3 separate regions of the Mus musculus genome follow, and regions 1 and 2 are each linked to region 3. Evidence: chromatin contacts called from public promoter capture Hi-C data. All regions are on one chromosome and are shown on one strand. Each heading gives the region's core, a stretch centred on a gene start, on an enhancer-like site or on the middle of the called end of the contact. The rest is flanking DNA. Distances are from core to core; before and after follow the strand shown. Region 1 holds the start of Rhob (ras homolog family member B). Region 2 holds the start of Ttc32 (tetratricopeptide repeat domain 32). Region 3 holds the start of Rock2 (Rho-associated coiled-coil containing protein kinase 2).

Region 1 (2,809 bases), core at 2-2,501, 8.4 Mb before region 3:
ACCACACTTTGAGGCCTGGCTCTTTAGAAAAGGATGCTCAGGAACCCCTTGGCACTCAGCAGGGTGCCCAGGCCTGTGCCACACAGCTGGACACACACAGACACTGGGAAGGGGGAGCTCGGTGCCCACGCTAATTCTCAGCGTGACCAGCCAGAGCCACCAGCAGATGTCAGGCAGTCTGGTGGTGTCCTTGGGGGCATGGGTCTCCCTTTCTCCCGGTTCGTGGGCGACCGGGCCAAGGAGGGGGAGCCACGCTGGCAAGGGCGTGAGGCAGGACGCGTCCCTCATAGCACCTTGCAGCAGTTGATGCAGCCATTCTGGGATCCGTAGCGCTTCTGCAGCGCGGCGCGCGTGGCCGTCTCAAAAACCTCGCGCACGCCCTCCTTGGTCTTGGCCGAGCACTCGAGGTAGTCATAGGCTTGGATGCGCACCGCCATGGCGCGGCCGTCATCCGTGCGCACTGGCTCCTGCTTCATGCGGGCCAGCTCCGTGCGGACATGCTCGTCGCTGCGCAGGTCTTTTTTGTTGGCCACCAGGATGATGGGCACATTGGGGCAGAAGTGCTTTACCTCGGGCACCCACTTCTCGGGGATGTTCTCGAGAGAGTCCGGGCTGTCCACCGAGAAGCACATAAGGATGACGTCGGTGTCCGGATAGGAGAGCGGCCGTAAACGATCGTAGTCCTCCTGGCCTGCCGTGTCCCACAGCGCCAGCTCCACCTGCTTGCCGTCCACCTCGATGTCCGCCACATAGTTCTCGAACACGGTGGGCACGTACACCTCGGGGAATTCGTCTTTACTGAACACGATCAGCAGGCACGTCTTGCCGCACGCGCCGTCGCCCACCACCACCAGCTTCTTGCGGATGGCCGCCATGAGCTCGCCGGGCGCGGGCAGCAGGAGGGGCCCGCGAGCGCCTCGCCGCCGTCCCGCTCCCTGTTGCTTGCCGCTCCCCGCTCTCCCGCGACTGCGCGCTGCGGGCTAGGCTCGCTAACTGCACCTGGACCCCGCGGCGGCGCGGTCTCTCGGGGCGCTCCGGTTGCCTCGGCAGGGGCGCAGGGGCATACGGTGCACTGAGTGTCGCCGCGCCGCTGCCGCGCCGCTGTGGTCCTCGGCGGTCCCGGAGCTGCGCTGCTTTGTGCGAAGTGATGGCTGATGCTGCGGACCCGGCCTAGCTTCTTTCCCGGGGCGGGTTCACTCTAGACCTAGGGTACAGGGGCGCAGACGACGACAACCGAACTGCGGTGGCAGATGCGGGCTGCGGCCCTAGCGCCCGCTATTTAAAGAGTCCGGCCACTTTCTTAATATAGCCACCCAATGGGAAGCCATAGGGCTGAGCTCATCGCTGCGGAGCTTGGCTCCGATTGGTCGCCCGCTGCAGTCCGAAGGCGGGTTCGCCTTAGCTTGATTGACTGCCCTGTCCGCGGGGCTGGGAGAGGCGTTGACTGTGGAGTCTGCGCGGCGACCCGCCCCGTGGGGTTGTGTGGCCGCCGGGTCCCCGCCTTCGTCGCAGCCTCTCTGAGTGCGACATCGTGGAGCAGGCAGCCTGGAGCCCTCCGGGTCTGGGTGGGCAGTTCCGAGACGAGCTACACTCTTGTGGGGCGTTGGCTGCTCCCAGGGCTTCAGCTTTATCTAGCTTCCGAGCGAACTACGGGTGATCAAGCATGGGGGAGGGGCGGCGCCTTTAACGTGGTTTTGTTTTCACTTAAACAGACACCGGTGCACGGTTTTGTTACCTAGCCAAGGGTTTCGTTCTTTCTTAACTTTGTTTAGATAACTAACCCCTCGTGTGCTCTGGGCCGAATTCTGACACTTACCCAGGGCAGCCTTTTCACTGAGAAAGGCTAACAGTAAATTGTGTGGGCCTGGGTGAGTCCCCTCTCGGCTTTCTCTTCAAGGCCCACACTTAGGTCTCCGGGTGAAGAAGATAAGGGGAGGAATCTAGGAGACACACAGCTGTAGGACAAAGGAAAGCGAGGTGCAGGGCACTCCGCTGAAAAAGAAAGCACCCAGCTTGGGCAGGCAACCTTCACCCAGTCCTACCACATTACATCTGATTCTCGCCCTAAAGCCAGAGAACTGCTTGAAGTACACTGTGCAAGGAAACCCATCTATCCCAACAACTCTCATGGAGCAGATGAAAAGCTTCAAGCTGGGAAAGCAGGCATGCGGCCTCGCAGGGAACTTGCCGGTGGGCACACGGTTTCTGTACAGAGGATGGAGTTTCTTCATACACACCAGGTCTTAACTCGTGAATTACCACTTCCTGCAGGAGATGACACCTCTTCCTATCTTAAAGGATTTAAGCCAGTCCACTGTAAGAAATAGGAAAGACAGAAAGCTGCAAAGGGCGTCAAAGAGGGCCTTACCCCGCCCCCAAGAGAAACTGAACAAAGAAAAAGGAGGAAAGAAAGTGGGGAAATGGCTTAACATTGCTGCGTGGGGTCCTCATGGAGGGCTAGGCTAGGGGTACCAGCTAAGAGAAAGCTTTCTCAGTGACCATGTCATGATGACCTTATGACCCATTTCTTTGTCTCTCTCTCTGGACTGTGAGTTGTCCGAGGGCCAGGATTTCCTCCCACCTGAGCATCATGAAGACCTAGCACTATGCTGGGCCCTAAAGAAGCAGTAAAAATGGTCCGTGCAGTGGTAGGCCTGCCCACCTGTAGACCCAGCCACACAGGACGCACAGGGGTTGGCCTTCCAAGTCTAGGCAGTCTGGGCAACCAAATGAGACAGAGAGAGAAAACAACGGGGAGGGGTAAATGACTTTGGGAGCTAACCCAGTTTTTCAAAAGTGGAACTTTTTA
Region 2 (2,865 bases), core at 58-2,557, 7.9 Mb before region 3:
ATGAGCTCTGTTTCTACTTAAGGTTAAATTTCTGTATGTTCATAAATGAGGAAATGGCATTTTAAGACTTTTTATTATTTGAAGTTTTAAAGACTACAAGCCTCATTCAAGAGGAAGCATTTGGTCTCTTTTCTTTGTAATAAACATGAATTAACTGATTTTGAGTAATGCTGTAGTTATCATCAAGCTTATCCCGAGCTATGCCATGGTTCAGAGTACTCTAGTGGCCTAAATGTGACCCCAGCAGCCACAGCATGCACTAATGTGGCCGGTCCCAGCATTCTGGTAAGCAGTGTACCTGCACAGGCACTGCCGACCTCTCTCATCTGCCATACACAGCTCATTATATTTTGCTGAAATGTACTTTAAGATCACTTTTCTGACCGGGCAGTGGTGGCACATGCTTTTAATCCCAGCACTTGGGAGGCAGAGGCAGGGAGATTTCTGAGTTCGAGGCCAGCCTAGTCTACAGAGTGGGTTCCAGGACAGCCAGGGCTACACAGAGAAACCGTGTCTCGAAAAAACAAAACAAATCACTTTTCTTTATTCTCAGAGCTCAGATCAAAAGTTTTTCTGAGACATTATTTGAAATAAACATGAAAACAAATTCTGAAGGGAAAAAAGGACGTTTATCCCATGTTTCCTTCCACTATAATGTAGGGAAATGTGGCATTTGCATTGTCTTCACATCCACAGACACATCCTCGGACACACACAGAGACATACACAGAATATATATCACATGGGAGAAAAAGCTAAGTCTTTTTAGGAAAATATACAGTGACTGAAGTGGCAGAGAATTGTTACCATAGAGACTACAGAAAGTTCACACTCAGAAACATGGACAAATTTGTTTCAAAGTAACAGAATATTAACTCTGTTGCCATAGCTCTAGACGCTTATTTTGGGTATCTAAAATGAAAACAGCAATATTATGTTGCCCTCTACTGTCTGCTTCTATAATTATTTTCTAAAAAAAAATTTTTTAAAGACTTCTTTATTTACTATGTATACAGCATTCTGCCTGGATATATGCGCACCACCACCGCCCGGCCATGGGCACTGTCTGTCTGTCTATCTATCATCCATCTAATCTAATCTAATCTAATCTAATCTAATCTAATCTAATCTAATCTAATCTAATCTAATCTAATCTAATCTAATCTAATCTAATCTAATCTAATCTAATTATGTATACACATGTCACAAAGATTTAAATTCTCTTAATTTCCCGCGAACGGCGTCAGGCGCTACCAGTTGTCTCGCGATACTACGGGTCTTCAAACAGGACAAACGTCCTTTTCCTTTAGCCAACGAAGTCCCGTGAGCGGTAGCTGTGGTTCCGCTTCCACCCGGGTGAGGCGGTCATGGCCTTGCGGCCAGGCCGAGAGGGCGGAGAGAGCTCGGCCGCCCTGGCCACGGCGCAGGCTCGCTTCTCCAGGGGCGAGTTTGCCGAGGCCCGGGAGCTGTACTCCGCCTTCATTGGCCAGTGCGCGCGTCACGGGAGGTAACTATCGCGAGAGCGGGCTGGGCGCGTGGGTGGTCCCCGAGCCACGCGCGGACCGCGGAGTCCTGGGCTGCCGCTTGGTTTCCCCAGAAAAGATCCCCTCCGAGCCCTGTCCTTCGGGGAGGGGACGCCTTGGTCTCCGCAGAGGCCCAGGCGGCAGGAAGCCGCTGTTCTGGGCAGGGAAGGTGGTCGTCCTCGGAACCACAGCGACGCCTTTGTGTTCCGGACGCGAAGGTTCCGGTTCAGCACCCGCTTAAGCTAAGCACAGTCGCTGCACCCAGCTGTCCCGTTAGTGTTTACCACGACGTCACAGCACACTCCTGAAGTTAAGGGTTGTTAATGTGACACCGCTAGAACATCACAAGAGTCCTTTCTGTAGAATATCAAGCCAGCGATGAAACGTTTATTGCCCAGTACAGTTCTTTGTTACTTTGATATTTGAGTTCGAGCAGCTTATCAAGATGTGCACTCTGACCCCTCTATTCCCACTACGCTTTGAGTCTTTAGAAAACGGGGTTGTATGTCGAGCCAAAATCTGATAATTATAAAAATTTTGACATTTAGGGGTCTTGGTTGCATTCTGTTTTCTGCCAGTTAAGGAATTAAAAGGCAGTAAAACTCTCAAGCCAGGCAGGTAGCAGCGGAGGAGGAGGAGGTGGTGGAGGAGGAGGAGGGTGCCACGACTAAGTACAGCTTATGAGAGAATCCGCTAATGAGGAAAGGTTTCCTAGGGGTGAGAAAACTTGAGTGGGCAAACAGATAAAACCCTCGGCAAAGCGGAAGAGGATTTCAGGAACCCGCAGATCCACTCCTTTGAGGGTTTAAGGAACTGAGGGTTGGTCAGTTTGAGCACAGAGCCCTAAGCATGTCCGATCCAGCTTTGAACTTGTGTAGTAGTAGCATAGCAGAGCCATCAGCGGGGGTGGGGTGGGGTGGGGGGCTCTATTGGTGAAAAAAAAGTAGAAAAGCCTTTTTAGGCTGCCGGGTTTTTGTTTCCGGTCAGCCGGGTCAGGAAGAAGCAGGTCAGGTTGGCAGTTCACTATATTTATTATCTAGTCTCAGCTCCTCTCTTGATACATCTGCTTATCAGGGAGTCTTACTCTTAGCCCCTCCGTATTGTTTGTCCCAATGTCTCTGTATTGGTTGTGAATTGGTCGTTAAACCGGGAGAATCGATCCAACTCTGCAGGTTCACAATTCCACTGTAATAGAGTGAAGTCTTTTACTCTTTGTGATATTCACAGCCTGGCTATCTTCTGTGCTAATGCCTGCACATGTAGCATTAGTTACTTCAAGATTTGCCTTTGTTGCGCTTATGTAATGTGTGGAGTGAACACAGAGAAACAGAGAAACTGGGAA
Region 3 (2,906 bases), core at 278-2,777:
TTTACCTTGACACCCCAGGGAGCTCTACAGTTCACTATTCAGGGGCATTACACTCTAGCTTCCATAAGTACAAGTTTTCAAATTTAAAAATTCAATATGCTTTTTAGCATTTTTTTGTTGTTGTTTTCAAGACAAGTTTTCTCTGTGTAGCTCTGGTTGTCCTGGGACTCATTCTCTAGACTTAGGTTAGCCTCAAACCCTCCTGCCTCTGTCTCTCCCCAGAGCTGGCATTAAAGACCTATGAGGCCACCACCCTACTTGACATCTTTAGAAGTGGGGGGAAAATCCCATTCAGTTAGGAGCAAGTGTGTTCTCTCACTTGTTTAGCTGCTCATTTCAAAGTGTTCATAATCCCCTTTGCATTTTTTCACTTCCGGTAAATTTTCCCTAGTCTCAACCGGCTTGCAATACCCGTAGGATTCTTCCCGTGAATATGACAAGAGCTTGTTTGGATTATTCAGCTGCTGGAAGATTGGGTCCACTCCCAGGGTTTTGGTCATTGCGAACATTCTGAATAGCCCTGCTGTAAACATCTCCACGCAAAGTCCTCCTCTTTTCGGATCATTTCCTTACACTTGGACTTCCTTAAATGGCCTTACTGGGTCAAAGGGGCTCTGTGAACAGTTTTATAGCTCTTGGCACATAGTTTTCCGATTGCGCCCTGAGAGGATCTGACCAATGGCTAGGGGGCAAGGAGAGGGCAGGAATGCGGAGAAGCAGCCCCTCTCTTTCACTCTCCAAAAGCAAGGGCCCCGCGGATGCAGAAGCGCTTCCTTATTGCCTCCTGTTCCCTCCGCCTGGCCAGTGTCTAAGGTCTAAGGCCAGGCGGGCACCTTGGTCAGGGAAGGGCACAAAGGTTTCTGAGAGTTTAGGATTTATGACCCGGAGGCAGAAACAACTCCTCCAGGCCTCCCAGCTCCGGGACTCAACAGGATTCAAACGAGTCCCACACTCTTAGCGCGGGCTAGGGGCGCGGCCTCCCCGCCCCCTGGGAGCCCCAGGCGCAGGCCTCAGGCGCACCAGGCCTGGGAAGGGCGCTGACCCGGGGCGCAGCAGTTCGGCGCGGCTTGCATAGCTGCGCGCTGAGTCAGCGGGACACAGCGGGCGGGGGGCGCGGACGTCAACTAGGCCTCTGGGTCCGGCCGGCGACGTGGGACACACGACGGGGACCACGGGGCACCGCGCTGCCATCCGTCCCGCCTCCCAGTCCCGCGAACCGGCCCGACGAGGCAGGGAGACTAGCCAGGCGGCGGGAACGGAAAAGAAGCCTGGCTGCTCAGCCCGGTGGCGGGGCGTGGCCGGAGGCCAGGGGCGGGGCGTGCCGCGGGGCCGCGCCGGGGTGGGCGGGGCGGGGCCGGGCCGCGCGCAGCCGACCGCGGGCGGAGGGGCTTGTGGGTAGCGGCGGCGCGCGGCCGAGTAGGGACGCGGCTCCGACTGCGTGTGAGGGGAGCGGGCGTGTGGGCGCGCGAGGCGGCCGGCGGCGATATGCGGGTGGACGGGCGACGGCCCTAGCGGCCTGAGCCCCGAGGGCGGGGTGGTGCGGCGCGGGCGCCCCTTCCCCGCTCCCGCCCGCCGGGTCCTGGCGAGCTCGCTACGGGCCGGGCGGCGCGCGTGCGGCTGAGGGGCGGGGACGCCGTGTGCCTCGCTGCTCCCGGCCGGGCCGGGCGGCTCCTCAGACAGCGGCGCGCGGCGTGCCGGGGCGGAGGTTCCGCGGGCGGCGCTAGGCCCGGCGAAGCGGCATGAGCCGGCCCCCGCCGACGGGGAAAATGCCCGGCGCCCCCGAGACCGCGCCGGGGGACGGGGCGGGCGCCGGCCGTCAGAGGAAGCTGGAGGCGCTCATCCGAGACCCTCGCTCGCCCATCAACGTGGAGAGTCTGCTGGTAGGTGCGGGCTAGGGAGGGAACTCCCCGCCCTGCCTGGTCCCCCCTCGGCCCACCCGCCCCGCTTCCGGCTGCCCGGGGAGCTGGAGACCCAGGTTCCAGAGTGGAGACCCCACCTGGGATTCTCGGGTCCACCTCCCTGCCGAGCGAGTGTCATCTCGGCCGCCCCCGTTCTTGGAGCGCGCAGGGAGGAAACACCCCTGGTCTCCTTCCCGCCTACCCAGTTGGTTTGGGGCGGAAAGGTGGAGGATTGGCTGTGCTTCCTACACTGGGCTACCCAATTTGAAAGTGTCACGCAGTGTGGGAGCTAGGGTGAAAACCCAGGGAGAAAGAAACCCGACGCTCTTCCTATTGGGAGTACCACCGGGGGCACACGACAAAGAGCTCGTCAGGAAGCTGGGAACGCACAGCTAGCTCAAGTTTGCTGCTTTCAGTTGCTCTTGGACATTCCATAGTAGCTATTTAGTACATTTGAATTTATGTAAATTAAATTTCCGGAGATTGTTGCTCTGAAGCCAAGAAATGAGTCTGAATTGTAGAATGGGATAAATCTCTCCCCTTCATCTTGTCTTTCCCATAGCATTCAAAATCCAAATTAAGAGCCTTGGAAAAGGCAGCTAACTGGAGCTCGGTTAAGAAAAGAACACGATTTACAATAAATGCCATGTAGAATGCTGGTATACTTCTGGTCGTGTTGAGGGAAGCGATTATGCTTGGCAAACGAATTTGATTAGTGTGCACCTAGAGTTGCATTTATGGGAAAAAGTGGTGTGAACGTGTACCCTGAGGAGAAGTCGGAAAAAAAAAAGATACTCCGGCTATTAGCTTTGGAGGTCTAGACTTAGGGTGGGTGATCAGGCATTCTGTGCCAAAAAGCATGTCAGACCTGAGCTCTGCTAGGAGAAGCCTAGTGACTCTGTGATGAGAAAAACTGTCTCCTCCCTTTCCACTGACTAACTTTTCTTCTGAGGCCGTTGGTTATCCTTTGAGGTTTCTGGAATCATTTGCAGAGTGACTCAGTTCTGT

The links. Promoter capture Hi-C pulls out the DNA fragments that hold promoters and counts their contacts.
Region 1: a promoter capture Hi-C map of pre-B cells shows a contact between it and region 3. The contact joins the promoter of Rhob here to the promoter of Rock2 in region 3.
Region 2: a contact with region 3 is called in a promoter capture Hi-C map of pre-B cells, with 2.7 times the contacts expected there. The contact joins the promoter of Ttc32 here to the promoter of Rock2 in region 3. A contact is called at or near these places in 1 of 39 promoter capture datasets (pre-B cells) and 1 of 484 Hi-C or Micro-C datasets (CD4 T cells).

The regions. Positions count from the first base shown.
Region 1 is chr12:8,498,758-8,501,566 of GRCm38.p6, forward strand. It overlaps Rhob (ras homolog family member B), which reads right to left and starts at 1,252. Exons shown (of 1, transcript NM_007483.3): 1 at 1-1,252. The coding sequence starts at 875. The coding sequence ends at 285.
Region 2 is chr12:9,028,690-9,031,554 of GRCm38.p6, forward strand. Ttc32 (tetratricopeptide repeat domain 32) reads left to right here and starts at 1,308. Exons shown (of 3, transcript NM_029321.2): 1 at 1,308-1,507. The coding sequence starts at 1,368. Wdr35 (WD repeat domain 35) reads left to right here. Exons shown (of 27, transcript NM_001159527.1): 27 at 1-158.
Region 3 is chr12:16,893,451-16,896,356 of GRCm38.p6, forward strand. Rock2 (Rho-associated coiled-coil containing protein kinase 2) reads left to right here and starts at 1,528. Exons shown (of 33, transcript NM_009072.2): 1 at 1,528-1,880. The coding sequence starts at 1,740.